2 separate regions of the Capsicum annuum genome follow, and region 1 is linked to region 2. The links are chromatin contacts, called in public Hi-C maps. All regions are on one chromosome and are shown on one strand. The core of a region is the stretch at or near the end of the contact, and the rest is flanking DNA. Distances in the headings are between cores, read along the strand shown. Region 1 holds the start of LOC124885282. Region 2 holds the start of LOC107845625 (phosphoglycerate mutase-like protein AT74).

What was found. Hi-C and Micro-C count contacts between places; a contact is called where the count stands out from the background.
Region 1: a Hi-C map of leaf shows a contact between it and region 2, with 1.7 times the contacts expected there. The contact joins the promoter of LOC124885282 here to the promoter of LOC107845625 in region 2. A contact is called at or near these places in 2 of 5 Hi-C or Micro-C datasets (leaf and placenta).

Annotation. Positions count from the first base shown.
Region 1 is chr10:117,504,697-117,507,396 of UCD10Xv1.1, reverse strand. It overlaps LOC124885282, which reads right to left and starts at 1,340. Exons shown (of 7, transcript XM_047398121.1): 1 at 1,160-1,340.
Region 2 is chr10:117,250,319-117,253,018 of UCD10Xv1.1, reverse strand. It overlaps LOC107845625 (phosphoglycerate mutase-like protein AT74), which reads right to left and starts at 1,377. Exons shown (of 2, transcript XM_016690054.2): 1 at 531-1,377. The coding sequence starts at 1,080.

The DNA.
Region 1 (2,700 bases), core at 91-2,590, 250 kb before region 2:
TTATTTACTGTCTAGTCAAAGCTGTAGGGTGGTACTGGAGTAGAGGATTGTTTTTGCCAAATAGTGTAGGGACAAAGTGTACCAAGAAACCACTTATAGATTATTATTTCACTTTTAACAAATGAAGACTACTTAGATGAAGGTTCAACTTCCCATTTGGGTCGATTACGAGGAGCTGCAGGTTTTTCCTCTAATGGAGTGACTATACTGCCATCCTCCTCCTCAGCTTCCCTTATCATTTAATTTACTGCAAGCAATATGAAGGAGATAGGATGGCCAACTTCAATCTGGACCAGAATAGATCTTCCACTTTACCTATTGTCTCATAATTTTTTTAAAACCATTGGTGATCATTGTGGTGGCTGGATCGAAACAGAAGAGGAAATACAATTGAGAAATCATCTCTAATAGGAGAGGATTAGAGTTCATGGCGATGATAGTAGTATTCCCAAAGAGGTGACAGTCGAAAATGGAGGACTCAAGTATAATATGCAGCTCTAGATAGATTATCGATGAGAGTGGTGGCAGGAGAAGATAACATGAGCAGCTCCTTTACCCAGCAGATTTTAAGGCAAAATTTGAAGGGTAAAGGGGTGACATCTGGACCAGTGCTTTTTCTAAAGAAGCATGTAAGGAGCAGGGGGTTCCTTTTGGAGAATTAACAAAGTTAAAATAATTAGCCTGGAATTTCCTCAAAGCGTATCAACAACAACAAAAATGTACCCAGTATATTCCCACCAAGTGGGGTCTGAGGAGGGTAAGTGTAGTGTACATACGCAACAAGCATCAATCAAGAAAGTTTTACAGTAGCAAATAACAGGCTAGCAAAGATGATCAAAATAACACATTTCTTTCCTATTGTCTTATATAACCTACAAAAAGTGAATAGGCATGCAGATTCTAAAGATTTAAAATTTCTATATCACTTACCTAAGTAACCAAGAAAATCAAACATAGCACATTTAACACAATCTCCAGTACAATCTACAGAAATTTCACCAGATTTCAGAAATTCGCAAACAAACATATAGATTCTAAAGAACAAAACTTCTTAAATCACTTACCTAAGTAACTATATCAATTCACATTATGAAAAGCAAGCTATTAAGCATAAACTCATGGGATTTAATTCTACCCAATAGATAACAAAGAAAAGTACCTAATGTTTTGTCAGCACTGCTAATTTTCTGTCGGGCAATTGTAAATTGGATTGATGGTCGGAGCAGCGAATGTAGCGGCGGTCGGAACGACGATCGCAGTGGCTTGGAAGTCGACGCTATGTTGTCGACTGAGTGAGAGAGTTGATGAGATAGTACTGTACTGAAATGTTATTTTGTGTATATATATTTTTAATTTTTGTAATATATTTTTTTAATTTTTATTATATATTTTTAAACTTTTGGCAGAATCTGTGAAAAAATAGAGAGGGAAAAATGAAAATCAATGCAATAGGGTTTTTTTTCTCAAAAATGCGTTGCCATAAGTGACTCTATGGCAACGGTTACAGAAGTCATTTCTATACCATACCCTATTGCAATGGTAATCCACCAATCGCAATGGTTATTAAACTACTAGAACAATTTTTTTTGCAATGGTTGGAACTGTTGCAATAGACCATCTATTGCAATGCTTTTGGAACCGTTTTCAAAAGGTTCGTTGCAATAGGGGTAATTTCTAGTAGTGAGAAATACTAAAAGCTACTGTGATTAGAGAAGATCCCATAATAAACTCCATAAAAATTGTATCTCTAATACTTCAAAGATAAAACCACCGCACATAACTCCAAATGGTAGGTAGGATATTTCTTCTGATGATGCTTTAACTGGCTAGAAGAATATGTAATTACCTTACCCCCTATATCAAAATAAAACCTAGCTCGACATCAAAATCATCACAAAAATTGAAAATACTATGACCTCTATGGGTAAAAGTCAAGATAGAAGTTGCGGTCAACAAATCCTTGAGTTTTGGAAGCTCAACTAAAAAGAAATCTTCTTCTGAGTCAATCTTGTCGAAAAAGCCACAATAGATGAGAACCCCTCAACAAAGTGACAATAGTAGCTTGCTAAGTTAGCAAAACTCTAAATCTCGTTAGGAGAAGTAGGCCTAGCCCAATCATGAATCACTGCAATCTTGGATGGATTGACTATGATACCATCCTTGGTCACCACATGACCTAAGAAAAAGATAGAATTCAACAAAAACTTACACTTGAAGAACTTAGCATGCAATTTTCATCTCTCAATCTCCAAAGTACAATCGACAAATGCTTTTCATGGTCCGCCTTACTCTTGTAGTAAACAAAGATATCATCAATAAAATAATGACAAAAGAGTTGGGAAATGATCGAAACACCTTATTCATCAACTCCGTGAAAGCGACTAGGGCATTAGTTAACCCAATGATATGACCAAGAAATCATAATGACCGTATCGATTCCAAAAAGATAACTTTGGAATATCCAAAGCTCTAATCCTCAACTGATGATACCTGAACCTTAAATCAATCTTCAAAAATACAAAAGCACCCTAAAATAATTGAACTAGTCATCAACATAAGATAAAGGATTATTCTTAATTGTCACCTTATTCAACTACTGATAATCACCATATAATTAAGATAAGTGCACCACAGGTGATATATTAGGTCGGATGAATCCCTTATCTAGCAATTACTACAACTGGTCCTTTGATTCCTTCA
Region 2 (2,700 bases), core at 128-2,627:
TTTTCTTTAGTGCCCTGCATTGTCATCAGTTAAAGATGATTCTATAAATACCTGGTCTCGAATGGCCAGTTGTTCTATTGTTTCTTATCAATTCCTAGAGTCTTGTTTGAATATGCAGAAAGGGGTGTTCCTAAGTGTGTGTACGTATGAGTTTGCTGGCGAGAAAGCACTTCTCGTCAAGTAAAGAGTTAGCTTATCCATGTATTAATTTTTATATAAGTTACAAAACATTTGGTAGCTAGTTAGGATGCATGTCATTCATGCATAAAATTATTATGACGTCTATTTTGCACTTTAGAAACCCTCATAACTAATACATGTATAAGTTATGAGGGAATTGGTGTATTATATTTCATGGTAGAATGTGGAATAATTAATATCGGCATAACTAATACCTACATTATTAGTACTGCATTATCCTACCCAACTAGCAAACGACCCCAAGTGTGTTTAAGTCAAAACCTAACTGCATAGTCATAGAGAGAATGAAGTAGGTACAGAGAGGGAGAGAGAGAGAGAAATATGCTTACTGGAAACTCTGTCATAAACATCAGCAGCTGATTCTCCCTCAGGAAAACGATAAAAGAAGCGGCCAAATCTCTCCCGAGTCTCCTTGATCGCTTTCATGCGGTCCGCCACTTGAAAATTACCAAAATCTTGTTCTCTAATTCGGCATTCTTCCCTCACGCCAAGCACTCTCCGTCTGGAAAATGCCCTGCCCATCTCCCTTAGGGTGGAACGTGTTCGCACGTATGGGGAGACGTAGAAGTAGACCTTCCAATTATCTGAGGAGCTATTATCAGAAACCATGTCAAAAATGCGAGACCCAGCTTCCTTGGCTTGATCAATTCCCTTGGGAGTTAGCGGGATCCTATAATCGGGCGTGATGGTGTACATGGCGTCGTCTCTATTCCCTTCGCTCTCTCCGTGACGAACCAAAATTATGCGCTTTGGTAGGCACTTGGGTATGGGTGCAGGGGGCTTCTGCTGATTTTGACTATGAAAATGACAACAGTGGCAGTGATGTTCTTGATCAGGAATTTGGGCGTGGCCGTTGTCATCAACGGTACTATTTATCATTATTCTATAGCTTCCCAATAGGGTGAGATTATGGGAATTTTGCAGCAAATGTTGACATTAAAATAGGGTTTTGGGAAAGGAAAAATGGCGGATTGGATATGGATCTCTCTCAAATTATTGGCTATTTGTTACGGAAGAAGGAGGTGACTTGGATTTCTCTCCTAACTGGGAATGCAGTTGCTTTAACATCTGATCTTCGACGCCTCAATCTTTTATTTTGTGCGCTAGTTTTCTCCTTCCGTTTGTCTCGTCAAAGAGAAAAACTTTTGGGATATTTCAAATTTACATTATAACCCAAAATACAATTCGGGTATACAATAATATACCAAACTTTCATATATTTTTTAATAATAAAAATATTTAAAAAAATTGCTATACAATATTATTGATCTAATATTAATATACAAAATTATAAGAGGTATTTATATACCCATATATAATAATACATAATTTTATACACTATTACACAGAATTTTATCCATCTTCGTCGGGGTTGATTTCTCTGAACCGGCAAGATAGAGCTTCTGCAAATTTGTGGAAAGGTGGATCTAGTGATGGCCTATCATCCCAATAGGCACGACATCATGAATCACAATAAAATTTGATTGGGAAATATTATAAATATTGCCGGCATTTTACTCTTAGGTTTTGTTACAGTAATTTTGTGTATAATTTGTGATTTTTCTAAAATTGTGGGTGGAATTTTAAGAGAGTTCTTGTTACCTTGGATTCACGATAACGGAACGATCTACGAAAGCTAAAAACAGTCCACAAACTCAAGACAAACCCAAGAACACAATGAACAACACACGGACAGCAACAACATAAAGAAACGGAGACAAGAACAAAAGGATACAAACACACAAGTAATGCAATAAAGTAAATGATAGTTAAAAAGACATAAGATCTTACGAAACAAAGAGAACCGAAACGTATATCAAATGTAAAGACCCTCAAAGTCGCAACATCAAACACCCATCTTCTTATGGTGACCGCTAAGGAAATCAACTCACCTCATGAACCACCATTTCTAAGTAAGAGAACAATATTGGTTTTTCCAAGCCTTATACTAACTACTTGGCTTTTCCAAGCCTTACTCTAAAGGTGTTACACTCTCAAGGAGAGAAGAAAGTCTTTCATATGTTCTTCATCAATCAAACTAAAGAGCAAATGACCTAATAGAAGACTATTTATAGGCTATTACAAATTAAAGGAAAATAACTACAACACCCTTAATGAGAGAGGAGCTGTCATGGGGTGTTTGGAATCAACATATGTAATCACTAAAATGCCCTAATGAGTTCCAACACTCTAAAGTCGCCTTCTTCAAGCTCCAAAGTCGTAGGCTCAACTTGTAGTCTTAGGTATACATCAAAGGCAATCCCCCAAACAACCTTCAACACGTGGGATTGCTTTATGGTATGCTCCAAACGGGTCCTCCATGCATGCTCTTGTGTCCTCAAGGTGACCAAAGCTTGAGTCTTTGAGTGTTGGTATCTAATGATGTCTTCAAAAGCTATGATGACCGTTTGGCCCGTATCATCCTCCCCTTCTTGAAAAGGATTCGACCTCGAATCCATACCTTGCAAAATCAAAAGAAGAATAAACGAACACAAATTC